4 separate regions of the Sus scrofa genome follow, and all the other regions are linked to region 2. The links are chromatin contacts, called in public HiChIP or PLAC-seq maps. All regions are on one chromosome and are shown on one strand. The core of a region is the stretch at or near the end of the contact, and the rest is flanking DNA. Distances in the headings are between cores, read along the strand shown. Region 1 overlaps RASSF5 (ras association domain-containing protein 5). Region 2 has its middle 23 kb from the start of SRGAP2. Region 3 overlaps RASSF5 (ras association domain-containing protein 5). Region 4 holds the start of IKBKE (inhibitor of nuclear factor kappa-B kinase subunit epsilon).

Region 1 (3,240 bases), core at 222-2,721, 350 kb before region 2:
CAGTGGTTAACGAATCCGACTAGGAACCATGAGGTTGTGGGTTCGATCCCTGCACTTGCTCAGTGGGTTAAGGATCCGGCGTTGCCGTGAACTGTGGTATATAGGTCACAGACGCGGCTCGGATTCCGCATTGCTGTGGCTCTGGCGTAGGCCGGTAGCTACAGCTCCAATTGGACCCCTAGCCTGGGAACCTCCATATGCTGTGGGAGCGGCTCAAGAAAAAGCAAAAAGACAAAAAAAAAAAAAAAAAAAAAATATAGTAAGAAGAAGAGTCACTCATGAAGGAGGTAGAAATATTGTTCTCTTGCCCTAAAATGGGGCTTACAGGGTGTCCCCTCAACAGTGACTTCCAGAAGCAACCGAGTCCTGGTGGGGGCATTCCGGGAGGCCCTGTCACCCAGGCCAAGAGGGTGACTGGCAGTAGATAGGCAGCAGAGCCTTCCACGAAAGCCACTGGAGAGGGACACCTGCCCCCACACTGCCCAGAGGTTCTAGAACTCATCCACCAACCGCCCATGGGGGCCAGCTTTAGAGGAAGGAGGGGCACTGTTCCTGAACCCAGGGAAAGGTACCACAAAGGCCGAGTGCACAGAGAACACTGCATGGCATCCTAGCCCAGAGTCCAGGGCCTCGGGTCACAGAGAGAAAATGGTAGAACAAACCCAAGCTGCCCCTGACACTCCAGGTCGGGTCCCCTATCATTGCCCCCTCAAAGGAACTCTGTCCTGGAGGACCCATCTAGATCACCCCTCACTGCTGAGGCCCCCGGTACTCCATGCAGCAACAATAAAGCCCATTATTTACAAGTCATCTATTTCATATAGAAATGCCCCCAAATGCTCCCTTCCTCAGGCTGCGACATTGGCTCTTTCTCCCTAATGCTTCCTGGGGGAGGGGTGGTGCCAATGGTGGTTTTTTGTTGGTGGCGTTTTGCTTTTTAGGGCTGCACCTGCGGCATATGGAAGTTCCCAGGCTAGGGGTAGAATCGGAGCTACAGCTGCTGGCCTACGCCACAGCCACAGCAACACCAGATCCCAGCTGTGTCTTTGACCTATAGCACGGCTCACAGCAACGCCAGATCCTTAATTCACTGAGCGACCTCAGGGATCGAACCCGCATCCTCCTGGTTCCTAGTCAGACTCATTATCACTGAGCCACAACAGGAACTTCCGCCAAAGGTCTTTTTTTGACCCTCTAGTTTACTAAGCAGCTCTGCACAGACGAGGCCCACTGAGTTAGGTCACATCCTGCAGTGACACCGGGGGCATCATACATGGTTGGGAGCCCAGGTCCCTTGCCCCACCGGGACAAAAGATCTCCACGAGGGCCCCGGGACTCCCTCCTGGCCGGGCACGGGCAAGGGCGGCATTCCCGCTCCCAGGCTCAGACGAGAGGACATGCACATGCCGGGGGAATTTTACATCATGAGTCATGGGTAATGGGGGAAAATCCCTCCTGAATGCCCCCACTCGGGCTCGAGGATGTACTGGTCTCACTTCTCCTTTTCCTCATCACAGAGACGGTTTTTTGGACAGTTTAAGCCATGGGGGAAGCCAGCTGGAAAGAACTGGCCAAGAAACTCGATGGGGCTTTGGCAAGTTCTAGAATCTTCACTCCTGTCCTTTTGAAAACTTGGATAGAGTTTCTACTGCAGGGATATTTTAGGAGGAACACAATGAGCTCCTGCTGCCCCACCGTCTATGCCTTGACCCTATGACCTCCTTGCTGAAGATAGAGTCCAGTCAAGGCCAACATAATTTGAAGGAACAGGCTTCACTATCTCACACGCTGGGGTTACAACAGATGCTCACCTTGAAATACGTGAGTCATATAAAGATCCTTCTAGAAGGCTCTTTAAAACATGTATCCCCAGAACAGACATGTACATACTGTATGCTCACCTTTTCTCCTAAAAATTCTCAAGTTACAGCTGGAATCTTTTGCTCCATTTAAATAATAAAGCATCTCGGAGGGTTTTTTTTTTTTTTTGGATTTTTAATACTTTCCTGGGTTGCAGAAAGGACATAATTATTTCAACAGAAACCACAAAACCTCCAGCTTCCATTCAACTTGGATGGAAAAGAACAGCTTCCTCCAGGTCAGCAAGGAAACTAAGTGACAATACTCGAATAGGAGCTTGACCTGGAGACACACAGTCAGAGCTGCGGTGGAACTGGGGGGCTTTCCCCAGATTTGCTGTTCCCCACACAGCCACACCACTGCCTGGGACAAAGCTGGAGGTCTGTTGTGCAAAGCTGTTTATTTTCCAGTCTTTTTTTTTTTTTTTTGGCTTCCTGCTATTTTCCAATCTTGATCCAACTCTTCTCCCTACAGCTGTCCCCTCTGAGGCATAACCTAACTTCTCTTTGGTCAGGTCTTGTGTCATCAACTCTGAGCCTGGGTCAGGAAAAGATCTTGAATCTGCATGTCCACGCCCACTCCCCTACACACACCTAATACCAGTGGGGTGGCATGGGGAGAGACATGCCCGTTTCTTTTATTTTGGGATTTAGAAAAGCCTCATCTTTTGTTTAGAGACCTCCTTATTTACACATGCTGAAAATCTATTTAGAAACTGAACACTAGGAGCTCCTGTTGTGGCGCAGTGGAAACCAATCTGATTAGTATTCATGAGGACGTGGGTTCAATCCCTGGCCTTTATTAGTGGGTTAACGATCCAGCGTTGCTGTGAGCTGTGGTGTAGGTTGCAGACGCGGCTCAGATCCCACATTGCTGTGGCTGTGGTATAGGCCAGCAGCTACAGCTTCAATCGGACCCTTAGCTTGGGAACTTCCATATGCCACAGGGGCAGCCCTAAAAAGCCAAAAAAAAAAAAAAAAAAAAAAAAAAAAAGAAGAAGAAGAAGAAAGTAAACTCTAAAAACAGGCTGACCTCAAGGATCCAGGCAATACTGGATCCTCTAGCTTGCAACAAGTGGCTTACCCAACCTCTGGCTCTTTTCTTCTCTCTCCTTTTTTTTTTTTGGCCATGCCCAGGGCATGTGGAAGTTCCCAGGCCAGGGAATGAACCCACGCCACAGCAGTGGCCCAAGCTGCTGCAGTGACAATGCCAGATCTTTAAAACCCCCTTTGTGTAAGAGAACTCCTGGACTTTGCAGCATTCATTGGCAGAAGGCAGGCAGATGAATGAGGAAACTGTGCCACCTTGCCTGTTCAATGGCATTAGCTCATAGGGCAAAAGGTTATGTTGGATTCTGGAGCTGGTTTTGCTGCTAAAGAT
Region 2 (3,440 bases), core at 257-2,756:
ATAAAAAGACCCCCCCCCCAAAAAAAGAATAGATCTAACTCCAGAGTTCCCATTGTGGCTCAACGGTAATGAACCTGACTAGCATCCAGGAGGACTCGGGTTTGATTCCTGGCCTCCCTCATTGGGTTAAGGATCTGGTGTTGCTGTGAGCTGTGGTATAGGTCACAGATGCAGCTCTGATTCAACCCTTTGTCTGGGAACTTCTATGTGCTTCGGGTGCGGCCGTAAACAAACAAACAAATCTAAGTACCCATTTATGGGTCTTTGAGTTCAAGAATACTTCTTTTTCCCTCCCCACTTCCTCTTACAGACCGTACATGAAAGACTTGTGAGATGCTGAAAGTTGGGCCTTCTCTCTTTTCTGGTTGCTGTCTATAGGATGAGTGAACACTATGAACCCCACCAGGAAAAGGAGGGAGGGTATAGCATCGCTGTTCCAAGAGAAGTATATTCTCCTTTAAATATCCAATTTGATGCCTGATGATAACACTTTATGAAGAAAAACCAAAGGCAAAATCAATATTTATTTGTCCCCTAGTTACAAGGGGTATATGTTCTTCCAGATCTCAGGGAAAGAAGAGCCGTCATACCCTTCCCCATGTTTCATGGAAGGTTTGGAGAAGAGTAAATGAAAAGCAAATGCTTAGCAGCCTGCCGCAGCTTTTTCTCTCCTGTCTGTCAAAAAATTAATGCTGATCAGGCCTCTGTAAAGGGAAAATACCCATCGCTGTTTATACCGTCGTTAATTTGAGACTGAATTCTTACTGACAGTGAACTTGTGTTTCTCAAATATAAAAATGTGAATGTATTTCCATTTAGCCCTTGTCTAGGACTGTGAATCAAATGTTGGTGGTGAAATGAAATGGACATATTCACCCTTTTGCAGTTCAGTGGTTGCAAGGAGGCCTAAAGCTGCAGAAGCCATGTGCTGGGAGAATGATTGCATTGATTAAATGCCAATTACTCCTGGACTCTTTTCAAAGGCTTCTGCTGTAGAGTTGAAACTGGGCTTTCTGTCTCATATTAGATTGGATCTCTATAATCCTAGGTGATGGCTGGTTTGGGAGCTCCAGCAATTACTTATGTCAGGTACTTTAATCAATAGCGTGCTTACTATTAGAACAAGTCTCCACACCCACTATGAAGCATTACTCAGGCTCTGTTTCCCCAGCCCCCACCCCAGGCACATGAACCTGAACTGCTTCTTTTTTTTTCTTTTCTGCTTTGTAGGGCCACACCTGCAGCATATGGAAGTTCCCAGGCTAGGGGTCAAATTGGAGCTGCAGCTGTTGGCCTGCAACACAGCCACGGCAACAGCAAATCCAAGCTGCACCTGCAACCTACACAACAGCAGCTCACAGCAACGCCAGATCTTTAACCCACCGATTGAGGCCAGGAATCGAACCTGGATCCTCATGGATACTAGTGGGGTTCATAACCTGCTAAGCCATAATGGGAACTCCCATGACCCTAGCTTCTGACCCACAGATGATGAAGTCACGCTGGTGAATCATCCTCAGCGGATGGGGGCAGCCCTCCATCCCCCAGGCAGACCTTTACCCCAAACAAGGGCCTGTCTGGAGAGATGATGGATCCTATCAGCCCAGCCATACCTGTCTCACTGTTCCACTGGGTATCAATCTTCTGGCTGGCAGCCTGCTGGCAATTAATTCTCCTATTAACAGGTGCTTCCAGCAGCAAATACTTAGAAAGGGCCTATGCTTGCATGTGGTCCCAAGGAAATTCTTTCCGACAAAGTTTTGGATCTAAGCATCACCATAGACTGATTTTGCCACCATCTCTGAACTATCCAGCAGACTATGAGAAGAAAGGACGGAAGGCTGAGCTAAAAGGGTGACTGAGTCACCAACTGGCTGAGCGACCTTAGACATCTTATTTCAAAACAGGGGGGTTGAGCAATTGGTCTTCTGAGATCCTTTCCAAGTCTAGCAGCCTATGGATTAATTTCATTTGTGCGGAGAGATTCTTATTCATTTGTCAGAGGCAATGGTATTAGTTTGCTAGGTCTGCTCTAACAAAGCACCACATCTGGGTGGCTTAAACAACATATGCTTATTATCTCACAGTTTGGGAGGCTAGAAGCCCAAAATCAGGATGTTGGGAGGGTTGGTTCTTTCTGAGGGCTGTGAGAGAAAGATCAGCTTGCACAGGGATGTCTAGTCAATATTCTGTGAGAGCCTATATGGGAAAAGAATCTGAAAAAGATTGGATGTGTGTATATGCATAACTGAATCACTCTGCTGTACAGCAGAAATTATCACAACATTGTAAATCAACTCTGCTTCACTGATGTTTTTTAAAATGAAAAAAAGAAAAAAAAGAGGAGGATCAGTTTCAGGCCTCTGTATAGCTGTCTTCCATCTTCACGGGTGTTCTTCCTTTCTCTCTGTCTGTCTCCAAATTCCCCCCCCCCCCTTTTTTGTCTTTTTGCCATTTCTTGGGCCGCTCCCGCGGCATATGGAGGTTCCCAGGCTAGGGGGTCTAATCAGAGCTGTAGCCGCCGGCCTACACCAGAGCCACAGCAACTCGGAATCCGAGCCGCGTCTGCGACCTACACCACAGCTCACGGCAACGCCGGATCCTTAACCCACTGAGCAAGGGCAGGGACCGAACTCGCAACCTCATGGTTCCTAGTCGGATTCGTTAACCACTGTGCCACGACGGGAACTCCCAAATTTCCCCTTTTTATAAGGACACCAGTTGTACTGGATGAGGGCCTACCCTGATGGTCTCTTTTTAATTTGATTACCTCTGTGAAGACCCTTTCTCCAAATCAGTTCACATTCTGAGGTACTGGGGGTTAAATAAATAAATAAATAAATATTTGGGAAGATGCAATCCAACCCATAACGGCAATTAAATATCAATGATTGGTAAGGAATAAAGAATAAGTGTTTGACTGATGCTAAGGCTGATGACCAACGGGGGCACAATCGGCTAGCAAATAAGTATAGACTGTTGAATTTATTTTATACACTGCATTGGCTTAAATCCACAAGGACTACTAACCTTTATCTCCATGTACGGATTCGGGGTAAGAATTGGCTGTGAATCCCTTTGTCCCTGAAATTCTTAGCTTTGCTGTACTTTCTAATGTTTTCCTCTGTTTTTATAATTGAAGATGAGACTTCTTGAAAAGTCCTATGACTATTTAATGAATTATTGCTCAAAGGAGCCTCCTGGAAGTTAACGAAATAGGTAAGCTAGGAGTTCCCGTTGTGGCTCAGTAGTTAATGAATCCGACTAGGAACCATGAGGTTGTGGGTTCAATCCCTGGCCTTGATCAGTGGGTTGAGGATCCGTTGTTGCCATGAACTGTGGTGTAGGTTGCAGACGCGGCTCGGATCCCGCATGGCTGTGGTGTAGACCGGCAGTTACAGCTCCGATTCGACCCCTAGCCTGGGAACCTCCATATGCTG
Region 3 (3,002 bases), core at 62-2,561, 400 kb before region 2:
CCATGACCCCAAAGCCTCAGATTCCTGCAAACTCCCACAGGCCATGGACCTCTGCAGCTCCTACTAACATTAGTTACCTCCATGCTTTCAAGGGCCTATGGAGGTGTCTTCACAGCCTGAACAGCTACATTTAGCATCTAATTATACACTGCCTTTTATTGTTTTAATTATTGTTTCACATGTGTTAATTCCATCTCCCCAATAAGACGCTCCCTGGAGGGGAGTCATGCGTGATATCTGATGATTGCGCTTCCTTTGCACTCCCTGCGGGGCTGTGTGAGTACTGGGTTGACCTGCAAGGATGTGTCAGATAAATGCCTGCTGATTGAGGAGTTCCCGTCCTGGGGCAGTGGGAACAGATCTGACTAGGAACCATGAGGTTGCGGGTTCAATCCCTGGCCTTGCTCAGTGGGTTAAGGATCTGGCGTTGCTGTGAGCTGTGGTGTCGACTGCAGACAAGGCTCAGATCTGGCATGGCTGTGGCTGTGGTGTAAGCCAGCGGCGATACGATTCAACCCCTAGCCTGGGAACCTTCATATGCTGCGGGCACAGCCCTAAAAAGACCAAAACAAAAACAAAAACAAAAAAACTGTTGATTGGGTGGCAGGGAAAGGGCAGACCAGCTTGGGTGATTCTCAGCCCAGAGCCTGGCATGGGCACCAGTCAGGTCCAAGGGCACCTCACACTGACCTGTACCCCAAGGGGCGGCCACTGAGAAGCTGCTGGCTGTGTGGGGCTGTAGGCTTTGGCTGGAAGCCAACTCCCTGGCTAAGCTCTTTGCAGTTTCTTGGTGAGAATGAACACAAGACCATCAAATGACCTGTGACCTCTGGTGAGTCACTTCCCATCTCAGGGCCTCAGTTTCCTCATCTGTGAAATCATGAAGCCAGACCAGAGAAGGCCGAAGGCCCTCTGCAGCTCTATGGTTTTACACAGAAGATAGGATAGGGTAGTTTCCTTCCTCACTGCTTCCTCTTCTGTTTTTTTGTTTGTTTTTTTTGTCTTTTGTCTTTTTAGGACCACACCCGTGGCATATGGAGGTTCCCAGGCTAGGGGTCTAATCGGAGCTATAGCCACTGGCCTACACCACAGCCACAGCAATGCCAGAGCCAAGCCACGCCTGCGACCTACACCACAGCTCACAGCAATGCCGGATCCTTAACCCACTGAGTGAGGCCAGGGATCGAACCCACAACCTCATGGTTCCTAGTCGGATTTGTTAACCACTGCGCCACGATGGGAACTCCTGCTTCCTCTTCTGTTTCAGAGAACTGGGTGTGGGGAGGGGGCCTCTCGGAGGAGAGCTGGGCGCTGGGCTGGGCTGAACTGCAGCAGTGATGACTGGCCTAAAACACACTAAGACCATTTTGCACGTTTCTCTATAATTTGACTTTTCTTTTTACTTGCTGCTGGCTTTCTGAACTCGTCTGCCAGACCTCACGTTCACCAAGCTCGAGTAGGTCCACATCTATTGAGCTCAAACAGTTTAAGAAAACAAAACAAAAACGACCCCGGAAGCCAGTCACCGTGAGCCTTTGCCACATTTCCTCTTTCTTAGCTCTTAGCAAATCTGTCAGCAGCAATTCTCCTGCCCGTTGGGTGGAAACCATCTCCAGGCCTCGGTCAGGGAGGAAGGCCCCAGGCATCGGCTGCAAGACAATGACCACCTGCAGGTGCCTTCCGTGCCATCCTGCTGCCCAGTGGCTGGGCTGACCCCAAGCCCCCTGCATTTCTGTTGGGCCTGTCCTAACTAAGGGCCCCCGAAGGGAAGGGGCAGGCACTGTCCATCTGGGCTGGGTTCAGAACTCCCTGCTCGATGCCCAGAGCACAAGGCTCACTGGCCCCTCTGTGATGGTCTCAACCAAATGGGAAAGAGGAAGCCCCAAGGGGCTTCATCCCAGGGACGCCTCCTGGTCCCGATGGGGCCGTGTTCTGGAATGGCTTACCCAGCTGTGCCCATGGCACTGAAGGTGTTGATTCCCAGACAGTCCTCCATGGAGCTGTCCAATGTCCCGAAATAAACGAATCAGAAACTCCTAACCTGTATTCTTTGCTAGGTTATTCCCAGCAGAGGAAAGATGGAAGCATGCAGCCATCCAGACAAGCAGAGCTATGTGGCATCTGAGCTGCTTTGGGGGGAGATAGGGGAGGAGCAGGGACAAAAGGGGAGGGGACATTTGAGAAACTGGAAAGAGACTGACGTCCCCAAAGACAAAAATATACAGCAGATGGTCAATGCAGAGAGTCAGCCAACAGTAACTGAATGAACTGACTATGAGGTGAGGACTGGGAAAGGCACCTTGGGACATGAAATTGATGGGGTGTGGTCCCTGTCCTTGGAGCCCACAGGTTATGTGAGGAGCGAAGACAGAGACACATTTGCTGTGGACACTGGAACAAGGATGTTGTAAGCCGGGGCTGAGCCTCAGAGGCTTTCCAGGCTGCCCGGCCCAGCTCCATGTGTATGGGTGTCATGCTAGTGGACTCTCTGGGCTGTCAGCATGTTCTGGAGCCTGGGTACAGTGTCCCTTGATTTTTCCCATGGCCATCTCAGTCTACAGGCAGAAGCAGGTCATCTGGTGTAGCAGGAGCCCCACACAGAAGGCTGGGAGACTTCTGTGGCCTTGGAGCTACGCAGCCAGGTTCAGGCCCCGCCCTGCTTCATCAAGGTGATAGAAACCTCTACAGCTAGGCACTCTCAGGGCTTCGAGGTCACAATCTCATTTAATCCCTGTGATAGCTCAGCAAGGAAGGTAGGTTTGCTGCCCGCACAGCTGGCCACATGTTGGCCTTTGCCCACCAGACCCTTGGTCTTCTGTCAATACGAGCAAGTCATTCTCACTAAGACTTGGTTTTCTTTGCCTGCAAAATACAGATATGAAGGACTTCTTCTTTTTTCTTTTTTTTGTCTTTATAGGGCAGCATATGGAGGTTCCCAGGCTAGGGGTCCAAGCAGAGTTGTAGCCACTGGCCTACACCACAGCCATGGCAACATGGGATCC
Region 4 (3,103 bases), core at 495-2,994, 310 kb before region 2:
AATATTCAATAAAATCAAAATCAAAATCTTAGAAGGTCAACTCGAGCCAGAGGTCACTTCAAGAGATCAGAGGTCAATTCCAATTTCAGAAGATAGATTAGTGTTTGCATTTTACAGAAGCACCTGAGGGGCTGGGAAACTCTCTGCAGGAATGAACTGGTGAGGTTTTCCCCTCGAAGGCTGGGGAGGATTTAGCCAGTGGGGCCTGGCAGTGTAAAATCAGGTAGAACATCCTGAAATCAAGGCCTAGGGCCCAGCCAGAGGAGAGGTCACCACCTTCAAAACCCTCCCCAGGGCTGCACTGGGGCAGATGCATAGCTGAAGCTCTGAGGCATGGGCAGTGTGGCACAGAGGGCAGAGCCCTGGACAGGGTAGCACGCCCTGGGCTCTGCTCCTGGCCCTGCTGGGGCTGTGCTTGGGAGCTGATGGACAGTGCAGCTGATCAGCTGTGCGTGCTCTCTGACGCCAGCCCCGCAGCCATTGTGCTGCAAGGGCTCTCACTGTCCTCCAGGGGTATTCAAATGAATGAGGGTGGGTGGTGGAGCCCTGAGCCTGCCGCCCCACCCACCTTCCTTGCCCTCTTCCTCCTCCTCCAGGCTCTACTGTGGCCAGAAGCACTTACCCCGTGCTCTGAGCAGTCCTGGATCAGGCAAAGACTCTCCTGGGCGAGTGTGTGTTATGTTTTCTGTCTGTGGCAAGTCCAGGAGCTGAGCTACACCGGAAAGAAGAGGGCGGATGAGAGGCACCCCTGGGTGCTGTGTGATTCTCAGCCTCCATCAAAGGCGCCCCCTGCGGCCCCAGCCCTTTAACCCTTTCCTGTTTGTCACCCTCCCCTACAGAGCTGGGGGTTTCCAGCCCAACTCGCCAGCTCTAGGAGATTCTCCTGGCCACTCCCACCCCCGCCTCCCAGACCTGGGCCAGTGAGAAGGCCCCCAGGATTGTTGAGGGCAGGCGCCAGAAGCAGAAGAAAAGTACGGAGGCAGAGCTGATTGCTGGCTTCAGGTGTTGGGAAGCCGAGCCTGGGAAAGGAGCACCGTAGGTGGTAGCAGCACTCTTCCACGCACCTACCCCCCCGCCTCCCGCCATGGGCCTCTAAGCAGTCTGGGTACCCACCGGAGATGGAGCACAGGGCATCTCTGGGGGGAGGGGCAGCAGCCGCAGAGAGATGGAGGGAGGGCCATGAGCCTGGGCTGACAGGGCCAGCACCCCGACACTCTGCTAAGTGCTGACCCTGAGCTGCCTGGCCCCCCAGGCTCCCTCATTCAACCCCCCCCCCCAGTGGACTCAGCACACTCACCCCATCTCGGCTGTGGGGCATGCAGGCTTGTGGGACTGCGTGGCGCCCGCAGAGATGTCAGGGCTTTTTGTCATTCATAGGCAGCACTCATTACATCCTGGTGGCCACCAACCCTGGGGATCTGAAGTTGAAGTGGCTCGGTGCCACTCCGGGGAGCTAGGGGAGCTGGGAGCAAAGGCCAGCACTGGCTCAGCTCCCTGCCCGCCGGCTTTCAGCTCTCTCACACTTCCTGATTTCGTTCTTTCTCTCTCTTAAAGAGACAGAGGCAGCTGGGCTGCCGCCACCCCCGGCAGGAAGGAGAAAGAGGATGCTCTGAGTTCCCAAGTGGAGGCCATAGGACCAGGGCGTGAACCACAAAGAGGCTGGGAACTGAGGCTGAGTGGCTGTGGTGGGCTGCGGGGTGCTATTTCTGTATCTCCTGTGGTTCACCCGAGCAGGGAAGTGTAGCGTTCAGCCTGGACTCTACAGAGCAGGTTGGGCCAGTTATCCAAGTGCAGAGCAGCCTGGGAAAACCAACTTCCCACACCCCCAGGAGCCCCAGGGAGGTTCAGAGCCAATGAGCAGCCACTTCTAGGAGAACCTGGCTCTGGCTCATCTTCCCAGTGAGCCTGCAGAGGTCTGAGAGCAAGCACTGGAACCCGGGCCATGCTTCCAGTGTGGCCTTGAGCACAGCACACGACCCCTGCCAGATAGTTTTTTCTCATCCAAGGCATGAGGGTGGTAATGTTGACTCTATTGCTCATGTGGGTGACACGGGACAGTATATTTGGAAATGCACGGGCACCTGGAAAGAGCTTTACAGATGGGCATGGAGGCTCACACACCTGCAGCAGTTTTCCCGTGATCATCAGAGATGGCTGGGGCTGGCACCCAGGTGTGCCAGCTTCCCAGTGGGACTCAATGCCCCAAACCAGGTGTCCTCGGAGGCTGGAAGTCCGTCAGTCCCGCTCTGGTCAGCTCCGAGATGGCAGCTGGATAAGAAGTGGTTAAAGCCAGGAAATTCCATGTTTCAATAGAAAGTCGGAGGGACTTTCCCATGGCCACACCTGGTGGTTTCCTCCGGCAGCCCCACCCCTAGCACAGTGACACCAGAACGGGAGCCCAGTTGAGAACGGCCTTGTGCTCACATTTGCGGATCCGGCACTGGCTGATAAACCACACCCCCTCCGGCAGCCAGAGCTGCTCTCCCAGCAGGCCCAGGAGAAGGAGCATCCTTCAGGCCTGTACTTCAATGGGCTTCCCAGCTTCCCCCTTGCCTGGTGTACGATCGAGCTGCACTTCCTTGGCACCCTCTGATTCAGCGGGGCCATGTGATTTCTTAACCAAAGCATTTAATTGCTGATGCAAGACACTCCCACCACAGACAGTGTGATTCTGGTAGACGTTGTGACTTCCCTCTCGGTCCCAGTCCTTGAGTGCCTGTCGAGCAGAACCCGTCTGCTGGCCCACAGGGGACACGTTGCTTTGGTGAGACATCAACCTTTGTTGTTTTAAGCCACTGAATTGTGCAACCTAACCTACCCTATCGCTAAAGCTCTACTCATTCCCCACCCCCCATGAAACTGCCCAGGGCTCACCAGCACCCCCTATGCCTCAGCGCTCTCTGCAGCAAGCCTGATCCCCTTCCTAGGGCCTCAGGCACCCTCAAAGGCGATGAGCCTGTGTGTCTAGCATTTACTAGGAAGCAGGCACTGTGTGCTAAGGACACAAAGGGGAGACCTAGGCACCCCCCAGAGCTGTTCAGGACAGCATGGTGAATGTTATGAGGTTTGTTTATTTGTTTATTTATTTATTTATTGTCTTTTT

Evidence for each region. HiChIP or PLAC-seq counts read pairs in DNA pulled down with a chosen protein or histone mark.
Region 1: a contact with region 2 is called in an H3K27ac HiChIP or PLAC-seq map of alveolar macrophages. The contact joins two enhancer-like sites. A contact is called at or near these places in 1 of 5 promoter capture datasets (liver) and 1 of 2 datasets of contacts at active chromatin or transcription factors (alveolar macrophages).
Region 3: an H3K27ac HiChIP or PLAC-seq map of alveolar macrophages shows a contact between it and region 2. The contact joins two enhancer-like sites. A contact is called at or near these places in 5 of 47 Hi-C or Micro-C datasets (embryonic fibroblasts, mesenteric adipose tissue, retroperitoneal adipose tissue and 1 more) and 1 of 2 datasets of contacts at active chromatin or transcription factors (alveolar macrophages).
Region 4: an H3K27ac HiChIP or PLAC-seq map of alveolar macrophages shows a contact between it and region 2. The contact joins the promoter of IKBKE here to the enhancer-like site in region 2. A contact is called at or near these places in 3 of 5 promoter capture datasets (fetal liver, fetal skeletal muscle and liver), 14 of 47 Hi-C or Micro-C datasets (embryonic fibroblasts, fetal heart ventricle, fetal liver and 8 more) and 2 of 2 datasets of contacts at active chromatin or transcription factors (alveolar macrophages and skeletal muscle).

The regions. Positions count from the first base shown.
Region 1 is chr9:67,166,777-67,170,016 of Sscrofa11.1, reverse strand. All of the region lies in intron 1 of RASSF5 (ras association domain-containing protein 5), which reads right to left. Among named protein-coding and RNA genes, the nearest start is that of RASSF5, 11 kb to the right of the region's middle. Within about 2 kb of position 1,471, at least 4 of the 83 cell types and tissues checked have an H3K27ac peak or open chromatin away from gene starts, as enhancers often do. A contact at or near this core is called in alveolar macrophages, where this site is marked.
Region 2 is chr9:66,813,802-66,817,241 of Sscrofa11.1, reverse strand. No RefSeq gene overlaps it. Among named protein-coding and RNA genes, the nearest start is that of SRGAP2, 23 kb to the left of the region's middle. Within about 2 kb of position 1,506, at least 3 of the 83 cell types and tissues checked have an H3K27ac peak or open chromatin away from gene starts, as enhancers often do. A contact at or near this core is called in alveolar macrophages and embryonic fibroblasts, where this site is marked.
Region 3 is chr9:67,218,835-67,221,836 of Sscrofa11.1, reverse strand. The region is part of intron 2 of RASSF5 (ras association domain-containing protein 5); the gene reads right to left. Among named protein-coding and RNA genes, the nearest start is that of EIF2D, 41 kb to the left of the region's middle. Within about 2 kb of position 1,311, at least 19 of the 83 cell types and tissues checked have an H3K27ac peak or open chromatin away from gene starts, as enhancers often do. A contact at or near this core is called in alveolar macrophages, where this site is marked.
Region 4 is chr9:67,121,696-67,124,798 of Sscrofa11.1, reverse strand. It overlaps IKBKE (inhibitor of nuclear factor kappa-B kinase subunit epsilon), which reads right to left and starts at 1,744. Exons shown (of 22, transcript XR_002335790.1): 1 at 1,298-1,744; 2 at 623-712.